Linked DNA regions of Mus musculus: regions 1 and 3 are each linked to region 2. A link is a contact called in public HiChIP or PLAC-seq data. All regions are on one chromosome and are shown on one strand. The core of a region is the stretch at or near the end of the contact, and the rest is flanking DNA. Distances in the headings are between cores, read along the strand shown.

Region 1 (4,425 bases), core at 589-3,088, 270 kb before region 2:
CCACCGCCATTTCTTTTCCTGTTCTGTCTCTCTGTCTCTCTTTCTTGATCTTTAAATATTTTTAAAATCGATTTATTTTTATATGGTGTGACCATGTGCATGCATGTGTGCCATGTTTGTCTATCTGACTCTCACTTCTCTCTCCTCTCCCTTTCTCTTTCTCTCTGTCTCCATGGCGCTGGGTTTTAACCTGGGCCTTGTGACTCATAATCCGAGCATATGCTTGCTATTCTTTTATTGTTCCTGTCAGGAAGCTGCATTAGGAATCCTGACAGAAGAAACGATGACCTCAGTGTCCCCATATCTCACACTGGAGTATTTATAGTCAGAATCACAGTGCAAATGATCTTTATAACCATAGATATATTTAATCTCTTTAGAAAACTGTCTTACAATTTTATTACGCCTTCAGGTATGTTTAGTAGGAGTTTTCCTTTCTTGTTGTTATGGAGGGAAATAGACAATGATGAAAGTCAGAGCCAATGGGTTTTGCATTTGAAGGTGGTACCCATCCCTTCCTGTACTCTGCATTTACCCATCCACAAAGGTAACCTTGTCTTTGTTTGAAAGCTCTCTCCCTAGCTATCCTGATTCCATTAGCAGCTTGTTTCTAAGGAGGAACATTGACCTGTGCATAGTAGAAAAAGAAAACCCTTAAAATTCCAAGTTAATATATTTAGAATCCAAAATCAGGCCTGCAAGATGGCCCAGTGTGTAAAAAGAACATGCTGTGTAAGCAAGCTTGAAGACGTCAGTTTGGTCCTGGAAACAGCATAAAGATGGGAAAGAAGTGACTTCACCCAGTTGTCCTCTGAAGTCCACACAAGTGTCACAGCCTCCGCACCACACACCTAATCGTGCACACACATAAGTGCTATAAAAAAAAGAAAGAAAGAAAGAAAAAAAAAAGCCATGACTGGGGATAGAGAAGGCTCAGCAGTCAAGAGCACTTCCTGTCTTTTTCAGAGGCCCCAAGTTCAATTCCTGACACTCAGGTTCGATGGCTCACGACTTACTGTAACTCCAGATCCAGGGACGCTGGTACTTTCTAGCTTCTGTAGGTAGCAGCATACATGGCACACACATGCATGCATGAGTGTGCACCACATTAAAAAAATAATAAATCTGTTTTTAAAAATTCAAAGATCAAGAGGACAAGCCATTTGCCCATTTTGTTAGTCAACTTTCGTTACTATAACAAACACACGAGGTAAATAAACAAAAATTACTTTTGTTTCATAATTGCTTTGGTCCATCATGGTTTTGGTCCATGACTGGCTGTCTGTGTTGTGTTTTGGACACACGGTTGAGGTAACACATCAGGATGCTAGAGGAAGCTGCTTGCTTCATGGTGTTAGCTGAAATGTTTGGGGAGTTCCAGTGGAGTTGTCATATGATACTGGTAAATATCAGGGTCCCCTGGTAGGGTCCTTAGTCTCACTAATAAAAGAATTTAAGAACAGACTCAAATAGACACTTAAGGGTAATTAGAGTTTAAGAGAACAACACCGAGGGCAGGCAAGCTGCAAACCTTGGCAGCCTCCCAGGGGAGGAGGATAGACAAGAGAAGGAAAAATACCCATCATGCCTTCTGCTTTACGCTGGCCTGGAGGTTAGCCCCATGACAGAAAGGGGAGTTTCAGGCAAGACAGAAGAAGCCCAAATAACAGGAAGAAAGCATCCTAAAGAAAGAGACAGAAAAGAACAAGAAGTTAGATCTTTCTGAGTCAGGGCTTCGAGGGGAGCCTGCAGGACTGCACTGGAGGCAGGCATTCTGGGAAGGGAATGTGTATTATGTCATTAAAGAGCCAATCATTCTGCCCATCTCTTTAGCATGGCCTAAGGGAGCCTGCCTTTTTTGGGTGATAACGTCCTTCTTGAAGGGTGGTCCCTTAGCCACATCTCTGACCTGTTCAATTGGAATGTCTCCACCCAAACCAGTGACTTCATGCTTTTGACCAGAAGAAAATAGTGTCCTTAATGGGTCCTTAATCACTGTGACCGCGGCAGACAGAGAGCAAAGGGAGAGGAAGACAGGCTATCTCCTTTTACAGTGCTCCTACAATGACCTAAACTTCTGTTGGACCCCGCCTCCTAGAAGTTTCCACTACTTTCTAAGGTGTCAAACCAACAACTAAGCCTTCAGCACAGTGATCTCTGGGAAAAAGTTACCCAGACATTAGAGTCGCTTAAAGAACTGTGAGTCAGAGTTAAGGTCAGAAATTAAAAACTTGATTTTACTGATCAGTGTGGAAGTGACTGGTATCTTTAATGTTAGTGTTTCTCATAGTGAATTATATATATATATATATATGTATATAATCATATATATATGTATATGTATATATATATACATATATATACATATACACACACATACACATACACACACACACATATATACACACACACATATACATACATACACACACACATTCACCTATGTATGAATACAGTCACCTGTGTGTGTGTATATATATATATACATATACATACATATATATATATATATATATCACCTGAATTATAATTCATAGTGACCTAAAATGGCCAAACATGTAAGTTCAGATTTACAAAACTGTCTCAAAAAAAGCCTAAAAGAGAAACATTTATGTGTGTCTCTGTGTGTGTGTGTGTGTGTATGTGTATGAACACACAGGTTTCATGGCTAGAGTAAAGAAGTGGAAGACTGGCTGGGTGTGGTGGTGCACGCCTTTAATCCCAGCACGCGGGGGGGGGGGGGGGGCAGGGGGGGCAGAGGCAGGCGGATTTCTGAGTTCAAGGCCAGCCTGGTCTACAAAGTGAGTTCCAGGATAGCCAGGGCTATACAGTGAAACCCTGTCTCAAAAAAACCATTTAAAAAAAACCCCAAAACAAAAAACAAAACAAAACAAAAGAAGCGGGAGACTGACTTCTGGAAGTTGGTTCTTTCCTTACACCATGTGAGTCCCAAGAATCCAATTGAGGTCTTCAGGCTCGACAGTGGGCATCTTTACCTGATGACCCATCTCACCAGCCGCAGCCGAACTACATATCTACCTATATCTACTTCTATATAGTTTTTAAATTACAAAGTATATTTTATTTAATATTTATTAATGTTTTGTCTGCATATATATCTGTACACCACATATGTGGTCAGATGAGGATGTTAGATATCCTGCAACTCGAGTTATAAAGCAACTGTGAACTGCGATATGGTTGCTGGAATTAAACCAGGGTCCCGTGGAAGAGCAGCCAGTGCTCTTAACCACTGAGCCATCTCTCCAGCCCTCTCAATGAAAATGTCTTTAAATGTTTGTCAAAAGTTCCCTAAAGATGTTTTTTGTTTGTTTGTTTCTCTGTTGACTACTAAGGGTTTATAAACAATGATGTGAAAAACCTTTGCTCTTAATAAAATATCTTCAAATAAAAAGCAAACGTGGGTGTGAAACCCTGAAGCTCGTTTCCATACCCACCAGAGGCTTCAGCACTTTCCTGGTCTTCAGAACATACCGGCCATATTGATAATAGGCAATTGTCCAACTTCTCCCCTGGCTTTCCACAGCTGCTTACCTGGATGCTAGGGTGTTGTTCATTGTTATGGGCGAGGCTTGATCCTTTTAAACAAGCAGTGTTTGCATAGTCCTTTACTGAACACTTTTCATGTAGCTTTGATCTATTCAGGAGAAGGGGAAAGTTCTGAGAACAAGAAAATGGATGGAGTAATAACTTTTTTTTTTTTAAAGAATTGTCAGTTGGAAAAAATATGGTAGCAATATGTGTTTGTCACTGGATAAATGATGTGAGAGGGTTCATAAAAACTCCTTCCTGAGGTTAGGTGCTTCTATTACCCAGAAGCCACCTGTTCTCTACACTCCAGGGCTCTGCCTAGGGCTGGTCAGCCGGGTCTCAGAAACTTCCCTCATCATGGGGAACTGTGGGGAGAACTTAACACCTTGAATCAACTGGCCTAGAGTACTGTCTTAGTTAAGGTTTCTATTGCTTCAATAAAACCACCATGGCTAGAAAGCAAGTTGGAGAGAGAAGGGTCCATTTGATGTGCACTTCCACATTGCTGTTCAACATTGAAGGAAGTCAGGACAGGCACTCAAACAGGGCAGGAACTTGGAGGCAGGAACTGATGCAGAGGCCATGGAGGGGTGCTGCTTACTGGCTTGCTCCCCCTGGCTTGCTCAGCCTACTTTCTTATAGAACCCAGGACCACTAGCCCAGGGAAGGCACCACCCACAATGGGCTGCAATCCATCACTAATTAAGAAGATGCCTTTTGGAGGCATTTTCTCAACTGAGGTTTCCTCTTTCAGATGACTATACCTTGTGTGTCAGGTTGACATAAGACCGGCCAGCACAAGTGCCTAAAGAATTAGGAAAAAATAAAGTACGGTCACCTTTGATAGGCATGGCTGCTGCTGTTCAAAACTCC
Region 2 (4,056 bases), core at 1,019-3,518:
TATGTGTGGTACACATAAGGGTGTGTATGTGTGTGTATGTATGTATATATGTGTGTGTGATACACATAAAGGTGTATATGTGTGTGTAAGTATGTATGTGTGGTACATAGGGTGTGTATTTGTACGTATGCGTGTATGTATGTATGTATGTATATGTGTGTATGTGGTACACATGAGGGTGTGTATGTAGGTGTGGTACGTATGTATATATGTGTATGTGATACACATAAGAGTGTATATGTGTATGTGTGTGTGTGCATGTATGTGTGGTACATAAGGGTGTGTATTTGTACGTATGCGTGTATGTATGTATGTGTGTATATATATGTGTGTGTGTGGTACACATAAAGGTGTATATGTGTATGTAGGTGTGGTACACATAAGGGTGTATGTGTATATGTATGTGTGTAAATATTTATATACAAATAAACAGATACAACATTGACTTATGTTAACTAGTGCTTACAAAAAGTCCGTGGTGTATGTAATATTTTCCTCAGGACATTTCAAAAAGACTGAGCTGGGTTAAAGATCTTGCATTGAATTATTTACACAGTAAATAGAGAAGCCGTGGTCTGAACCCAGGGGCGCCTAGTGTCCAAATGGTTCACTTTGTTTCTGTGCCACCCCTAAGGCCCTGATAAAGGCTACGTATTGCTGTATGCTTCAGTGCAGTTAGAGAATCCCACAGTGTCTTTATGCTGGGCACATTGGATCACAAGCCACCCAGGGTGGCCTGGCCTACCCAGGGGGCCTTGAAGGGCTCAGCCCCAGTTTTGGAGCCATGTGTTTAAGAGAGGAAGGCATGCTGGATCAAGTCAAAATCAAGTGAACTGGGGGGCTGGAGAGATGGTTCAGTGGTTAAGAGCACTGGTTGTCCTTATGAAGGTCTTGAGTTCAAATCCCAGCAATCACACATGATGGTTTACAACCATCTGTAATGACATCTGACAGCCTCTACTGGTGTGTCTGAAGACAGTTACAGTGTACGTACATAAAAATAATAAATAAATCTAAAAAAAAAAATCAAGTGAACTGATTAAGTGGATGGAGCACATAGCTTCTGGGCAACGGTTAAAAGATTGGAGCTCAGCTCAGCTCAGCCCTGACTAAAGAGGGCATAGGGCTGCAAATAGTCCAGGAGTGGGCAAACAAAATAAAACAAAACAGAAACAGAAACATGAAAGTCCGCTGCTGCTGAAAGCAGGAAGAAATTCCATGAAGGAACAAGCAAAGAACAGAATTTTACCCACAAATCCAGTCCTTCCTTTAATGCTGTCCCTGGGTCACATGACTGTGATCTGGGGTCTTTTTTCTTTTGTTTTTAATCTCAAAGAAGGGAAGTCCAATTCAATGCAAACTAAAAAACAATGGGAAACATTCCTTTGTGCCACCAGTCCTCACGTGATGATCACTTTGAGGCCTTCTCAAGTCTTGCCCTAGACAAGAGGACGACTTGGAGATAAGCATGGGGGTGTACAATTTGAATACGAATTTACACTGAACTCATTGTTTCTATGGAACAGCTATGGTGGGGACAATTCCTCACAGTCATTGTCCAGCTGGGAGCAGAATTACTTACACACTGAAACGTACTGGGTGGGGGTTGTGGCGTTCTGGAGGCTGGAGAGAGGTGAGGTCTGGAGCCGTCCCTCTCCGTTGGCTGAATGGAGAACTGGGAGGCTTAAGTTTCAGACACCGGCTAGTGATTTCCTTGCATTTGCCCCAAGGTCTGCACATTTGTTAGTGAAATCGGAGAATCCCCGCTGCTAAGCAGCGCAGGGACAACTGTCCGATGCAATGGGGGTGTTATCTTCCCACAAACACTATGGAGAGTCTATCAGGACTCGAAGGCAGGGAACCCTGTGGATCAGCCACATCCGGGTTGGACACAAAGCTTGGGCCTCTGAGGCTTCCTGAAAAGCACACCTGTCCTTCTCAGGTGTCACAATCATTTTCCTGATGGTTTTGGCTTTGTGATCTTGCTTTCTCTTGTGCAGCTGGAAGACAGTCCTGTGTTCTGAGAGATAAAAAAAAAAAAAAAAAAAAAAAAGAAAAGAAAAAACAAATCCAAGAGAATGTGTTTTCTTAACTTAGGCTTTGTTGTGTTCCCACAGGGCAGCCCTCCCTGCTCTCAGTCTTACATATTGAAAAAAAAAAGCACACCTGCAAAAATGGGACTTCGTCCATTAAGGAAGGACATAACAGCCACGGAGTGTTCTGCCTCACAGCTCTGAGCAACCTGGTGGTAAAGCGAGCCCTCAGTTCCTGTGTGCCGTTTTTTGAGCTAAGGATGAGTCACACACATGCAGGAACAGGATGGGGCGGAATCCTTTGTTTCACTCTTTGTGATTTGGGGATTGGGAAATTTGTCTTAATGGACAGCTTGACTGTCTCCCCTGGGGAGGAAATTTATGAGCATTTACATGTAAGCTAGACTAGGATCGCTTTAATACATTATCCTTCATCTATAAATCCATAGCCGGAGTGTGTAAGGATAGAACTTTTCTATGGGTAAAAGAATTGTGGTCCATCTCATCATCTGGAAGTGTCGCTTGTTTTGGGAGCGTTTGAACTGGCGCAGTTAACTTTGAAAACTATCAACATGACTTCGTAAACGGCGTGCTTTGTGCCAGTCACTGAGCTGTGTGGTTTTGAAGGCAATTCCTCATCTAATTAACATACCCTAAATGCTGGTTTCCAACTGCCTGGCTTTGCAACACAGCAGAGCAAGGGCCAGAGGAATCAAAGAACCTGCCACACGTGACTGAGATGATCAATGAGTGACTGATTCGTACTCGTTTCTGGGTAGCTGTAGGGTCTGAGTCCCCTTGGGCATGACTGCTTGACTCTCTGAAAGTAATTTTTTTAGTAAAGAAAGTAAAAAGGCAAGCGATATTTCCCCCTCATGTTTATAAGGAAACCATTTCATAGTTCTGGAAAGGGGGTCCAGAGGTGGAGACGCATTTGGATGCTGAACGATCTTCCGCGATGTGGGGCGGGGGTGGGGTGGGGTGGGGGTGGGGGGACGGGACGGGAGGGGGATGGGACGGGACGACTCTGGTGTTTTTTCTGGCTGTGCTCCCCAGCCATGAGAATCCCAGGCCTCAGCCACCTAAGAGGAATTGTATTCTTGCTCATTTGCTGATTTTTTTGTTTTGTTTTGGTTTTTGTTTTGTTTTTTCGAGACAGGGTTTCTCTGTATAGCCCTGGCTGTCCTGGAACTCACTCTGTACACCAGGCTGGCCTCGAACTCAGAAATCTGCCTGCCTCTGCCTCCCAAGTGCTGGGATTAAAGGCGTATGCCACCACATCCGGTTTCATTTGCTCTTTTTAAGAAGTAGAAAGGTAACTTATTCATCAGATTCTGATGTAGGCTTTCCCAAGAATCCCCAGGCTGCGGAGGGAAAAAGGGAAACAGAAGGTGTATTGAATGGGTAAGAAAAGGAGGCTCGTCAGGAGGAAGGCGTCTGCCAGGAGAGCCACTGGGAGCTGAAATTACGCTGCATTGACTTGCTGGCATGTTAGGGCCAAAGACTGAGTCATGCCGGCTGTGTTATGAAGGGCAGGTTCTCACTCTGTCCTTTCATTCCCTCTTGAAAACAGGAGGGACCATACTTGCGCCAAGCTCAGGGTTGCGTTCCAGGGTTTCCCTGTGGAGGACTGCGGTTGGCGTTCTTGGTGGTCTGTTTGCTGTTTCGTGTTCACCAGAGAGGCCACAGGGAGCCAGGAGATGCAGGGTCCAGTGGAGGGAAATGATTATAACACACTCTGAAGCAGGTACCCGGACCCTCGGCTTCTCCTCTCTCTTTTGATACCTGTTTTTGGAACTGCCACACGGCTGCGTCTGCAGCCCAAGGATTTTGATTGATTCGTGAGATATGGCAATTACACCAGGCTGGCCCTCAATACGTGATCCTCTTGCCTCAACTTCTCGAATGCTGGACGCAGAGGTTAACCATGTCTTGACATTTTTATTAACTAATTATAAAATACTACATCAAAAGAAAAACCAAGACGAATTTCTCAAATGAAATCGTTGACGATGGCGATCCT
Region 3 (4,481 bases), core at 1,778-4,277, 300 kb before region 2:
GCCCAGTTTATGCAGTGTTGAGGATGGAGCTCAGGGCTTTGTGCTTATTAGAGAAACACTGTAGTGTAGAGGGATTTTAACCCAGCTACATGGCTACTCTGGCTGGAATACAGACATACCCTTACAGCATACCTGGAATACAGACACACCCTTACAGCATGGCTGGAATACAGACATACCCTTACAGCATACCTGGAATACAGACACACCCTCACAGCATGGCTGGAATACAGACATACCCTTACAGCATACCTGGAATACAGCACACACCTTTAATCCCAAACAATGAAGGTAAAGTTGTTTGTAGAAGGAAGCACCCATGTTTGAAAGTGATTTGTCTAATTGAGTGGCAGACAAAGTGACGAATCAGAGAAAGATTTGACAGATAGGCTATGCCCAACTCTCACAAAAACAGTGAAGAGAGGTGACTTAAGAGAAAGCAGGACAGAGAAAGGGAGGAGAGTTTTACCTGGAAAGTTCTACAGAGATAGGTTGAAGAGAGAACAGCTAATCACAGGTGAAGACAGAATGAGCCAGAGAGTGAGAAGGAGTCAAAAGATTAGAATAGATTGCCAAAGTTAGTATGAGCAATTAAGTTAGAAGCTAAGAGAATTTGAATCAGTCAGTTTGGAGAGGAGTTTGAGCCAGAACAGAGGAGTTGGTCAGCTAGCCAGAGTTCAGAAAAAACAAAAAACAACAACAACAAAAAACCTTGAAAGTGTGAGCTTATTTGGCAGTAAGTCTCAGAGGCTGAAAACATTCTAGACCTAGTATTTGATGTCCATATTAAGTTTTTTTGTTAATTTTTTTTTGGGGGGGGGGGTTCGAGACAGGGTTTCTCTGTGTAGCTCTGGCTGTCCTGGAACTCACTTTGTAGACCAGGTTGGCCTCGAACTCAGAAATCTACCTGCCTCTGCCTCCTGAGTGCTGGGATTAAACGCGTGCGCCACCACCACCCGGCCTGGATTCTTTTCTGCATTACAGTCATGGGTCTTGGGTCTGCCTGAGTCGAGTCTCTGAGAAGTTAGGAGCCCCTGAGGCTCCCTGGTTGCTGCAACTCTGTACCATGACAGGAGCCTGAGGAACTTCCATTACCAGTGATAAATGCTGAAGGCGAAGAAGCAATAGACGCTGCCTGCCTGACTGGAACAAACTGTCTCCTCTTTGTCACTTAAGCAAGCCAACTGCTGTTGGGGGGAGCAAGGAGAAGGAATGTGGAAGTATTTAGTGGGCAGTTCGGATGGGAGAGAGGGATGCATCGAGGATCAATCCCAGGCTTCCTTTTTGAGAAATGGTCAGAGCATCATCCACTATACAGTGCCTCTGCACCAAGCACAGAAGGCCGTGAACCGAGCTGCAGGTTTCATGAACACCCCCGACTCCCACTTCTGTAATTATGAGGAGTATTTTTTCCTAGTGAAGTGTGCTGCTTTGAGGGACCGTGTCTTCTTTTCATAATGAGTCTAGCAAGCTGAGCTACCATCTGTAGACCCAGATGAGGAGAGAGATTACATTAAAAACCTACCTTGGCCCGAGGAAGTACTTTTCAGACACGTAGCTAACCATTTTCTAAGCTGAAGTGTGAGCAGAGAAGTTGCACACTCTCACCTCCACACACTGAGCTCAAATAGATTCAAATGCAGGCATCGAGAAGCACACAGTTAGATGGCAATTTAAAGCTCTGCCTTGTGGCCTTCACTGCCCTTTTACTCTTGGCTCTGTCTATGTTCTTTGAGAGAACTGTATTTTGCTTTCCTATTAGCATCGGGGAAGGACCCCATTCTGCTTTTATTTCAAACTTCAACCACCCCTACACGTGTTCGATTCCTCTTGAGATGCCATTGATGCGCCAGCCTGGTACTGGAAGCTCACTGCCTTTCCCGAGGCAAGGCTCTGGGATTCCATCTTTTGAATCTCTGAATCACAGATGCCTTCCCACTTGCACACTGGCGGGAGCTCAGTGGACTTCCTCTAAGCAAGCCAAGCAAATTCTCTAAATGCCAGATGTAAGATGGGAATTCAAAGGTCATGGTTCTCCTCTGTGCTGCCCCCATTCCCACCCCGGCTAGGAGTGTGAGAAGTTCACATGACTGCACAAGACACCACTGGGCACTGCTAACTGCCATCCGTGCCAACGCATAGGCTCTGCTCTCTGTATCATAGAATGACTGTCTGTATTTGCTGAGCTTGTCTCTCCTGACCCGAGTCTCCAGCTCTCCCAGCCAATGCATTTGCATCATTTCTGTGTGTGCCTTGTTTGACCTGCCTCTTCTCCAGCACTGTGAGCCGGTCTGTGGGTGGTTCCCCCTCCCAGCCCCCACTGCCATGAAGAATGACAAGGGCAAAGGTCAGAAACTCCTATGATTCATTTCCTCTTTGCTGCACGCAGTGGATAGCTTTCTGGATGAGTCACTCGGATGCCAAGTATGGGACTGGGGTGGGGGCTCCTTTACATGAACCCCAAGGCGCTGCTATGCCCCCTCTCCGTTAGAAGAACAGAGTTCTTAAGAGCCCTTACAATTTTTGTATTTTCCTCCTGTGGTGTTATAAGCCCATCTGTGCCCTCTTTCTTTGTCCTGTTTGCTTGGATAACATTATCATCTTTTGTGGTCTCCTTGAATTCTGACTCCAGAATTGGCAGACACTTAAAATAGACCTCAAATGTGCTCTTATATTAATACATTTTCCAGGGGCTAGAGGAATAGCTCAGTGGGTTAAGTGCATGTTGCATAAGTATGATGGCTTGGGTTCAAATCCCCAGAACCTACATGAAAAAGCCAGATGTGGTTTGGGTGATGGTGGAGATGCACGCCTTTGATCCCAGCTCTCGGGAGGCAGAGAGCTGGATCTCCGAGTTCAAGGCCAGCCTGATCTCCAACGTGAGTTCCAGGACAGCCAGGACTATACAGAGAAACCCTGTCTCTAAAAACAAAAACAAACAAACAAAAGGCTAGATGTGCTGCCTGGCTGATACTTGTAATCTCAGTGCCAAGAGATAGAGAAAGAGAGATTCCCTGGGGTTGCTGGCCAACCAGCCTACTCTAATCTGTAAACTACAGGCCAATGAAAAACTTGGTCTCATAAAACAGGATGGGGCTGGAGAGACAGCTGAGTGGTTCTGAGTAAGTACTTCTCTTGCAGATGATGTAAGTTCAGTTCCGAGCACTGACCTGGGATGGCTCATAATTGACTGTAACTTCAGTTAGAGATTATCTGACACCCTAGCCTGGTCTCTCTAGGTACCTACCTACATATGAACATACCCACACAGAGATACACGCCCACATAACTAAAAATCACCGGGCATTGGTGGTGTATGCTTTTAATCCCAGCAATTGGGATAGGGGACAGAGGCAGAGGCAGATGGATCTCTGAATCCAAGGCTAGCATGGCCTATAGATCAAGTTCCAGGACAGTCAGGATTATACAGAGAAGCCTGTCTCAAAAACAAAAAACAAAACAAAACATAAAAAAAATAAAATAAATGCTAGAAAACAGCAACAATATGGTGGAATGCGTGTGAGGAATGACTCATGAAGATGACTTGGCTTTGACACATGTGCACATATGGAGACACATGAACATGAACACATATACATATACACACACAAAATAAAAATATGCTCTCATGTCATTTAGACTAAACTATTCAGAGAAGTGTAGTCATGGATCCTCAAGAAAAAAAAAATCCGCCTTCCAGAAGGACAGCATATGGCGACAGCAGACATCAGCTAAGGAAGATGACAATTGTACTTCACACTGAGGTCCCTATCAAGGTGTTGTTTCCTCAATGAAGGGAGGTCACTGTTTTGTTTTTGCCTTTATATACAAACAGAAAACTAAGTGCACAGTATAAGAAATAATTATCAACCAAACACCCTCCATCAAGAAATGAAACAGGTCCAGCCCAGAAGCCCCTCCTTTGTTTGCCTTCCAGACAACGCCCTTGCCACTCCTTGGGGTACCCCTATCTGTGGTAGCCACTCCCTTGCTTTTGTGATTATGTCTGTGTGCTGGTTAATTACTTTCAGGGCAGTATCACCTTTATCTTCTGCACATGGCACCGTGTAATTCATTTGTGTTAAGTAATGACCACAGGGGACACGGGGCTAGCTCTGTGTGTGTGTAGTAGTCTTTCTTCTTCTCAGAATTGCACAGAACTGCTAACCCATGTCTCCAGTCGTGAACTAAGAGCACTTCTGCTAAAACATACATTTAGAATGATAACACTGTGGAGGTGAAGTAAGCAAGACACTTGCAGTGGTCCAAGCATGCCAATGCAGTGGTCCAAACCTGACACTGCAGTGGTCCAAGCCTGACACTGCAGTGGTCCAAGCCTGACACTGCAGTGGTCCAAGCATGCCAATGCAGTGGTCCAAGCCTGACACTGCAGTGGTCCAAGCATGACACTGAAGTGGTCCAAACCTGACACTGCAGTGGTCCAAGCCTGACACTGCAGTGGTCCAAGCCTGACACTGCAG

The links. HiChIP or PLAC-seq counts read pairs in DNA pulled down with a chosen protein or histone mark.
Region 1: an SMC1A HiChIP or PLAC-seq map of the NIH/3T3 cell line shows a contact between it and region 2, with 3 times the contacts expected there. The contact joins two enhancer-like sites. A contact is called at or near these places in 2 of 15 datasets of contacts at CTCF or cohesin (both in the NIH/3T3 cell line), 3 of 484 Hi-C or Micro-C datasets (the N1E-115 cell line, liver and nephron progenitors) and 6 of 115 datasets of contacts at active chromatin or transcription factors (embryonic basal ganglia, embryonic stem cells, extraembryonic endoderm stem cells and 1 more).
Region 3: a contact with region 2 is called in an H3K27ac HiChIP or PLAC-seq map of trophoblast stem cells, with 4 times the contacts expected there. The contact joins two enhancer-like sites. A contact is called at or near these places in 1 of 15 datasets of contacts at CTCF or cohesin (the NIH/3T3 cell line), 2 of 484 Hi-C or Micro-C datasets (bone marrow-derived macrophages and extraembryonic ectoderm) and 4 of 115 datasets of contacts at active chromatin or transcription factors (differentiating embryonic stem cells, extraembryonic endoderm stem cells, stem cell-derived neural progenitor cells and 1 more).

The regions. Positions count from the first base shown.
Region 1 is chr10:111,569,148-111,573,572 of GRCm38.p6, forward strand. It overlaps Gm30193 (a long non-coding RNA gene), which reads right to left. Exons shown (of 3, transcript XR_380791.3): 1 at 4,391-4,425; 2 at 3,556-3,658; 3 at 733-874. Among named protein-coding and RNA genes, the nearest start is that of Gm30193, 2.4 kb to the right of the region's middle. Within about 2 kb of position 1,839, at least 21 of the 459 cell types and tissues checked have an H3K27ac peak or open chromatin away from gene starts, as enhancers often do. A contact at or near this core is called in the NIH/3T3 cell line, where this site is marked.
Region 2 is chr10:111,840,808-111,844,863 of GRCm38.p6, forward strand. No RefSeq gene overlaps it. Among named protein-coding and RNA genes, the nearest start is that of Gm20758, 32 kb to the right of the region's middle. Within about 2 kb of position 2,269, at least 52 of the 459 cell types and tissues checked have an H3K27ac peak or open chromatin away from gene starts, as enhancers often do. A contact at or near this core is called in the NIH/3T3 cell line, extraembryonic ectoderm and trophoblast stem cells, where this site is marked.
Region 3 is chr10:111,541,819-111,546,299 of GRCm38.p6, forward strand. No RefSeq gene overlaps it. Among named protein-coding and RNA genes, the nearest start is that of Gm30193, 30 kb to the right of the region's middle. Within about 2 kb of position 3,028, at least 144 of the 459 cell types and tissues checked have an H3K27ac peak or open chromatin away from gene starts, as enhancers often do. A contact at or near this core is called in the NIH/3T3 cell line, extraembryonic ectoderm and trophoblast stem cells, where this site is marked.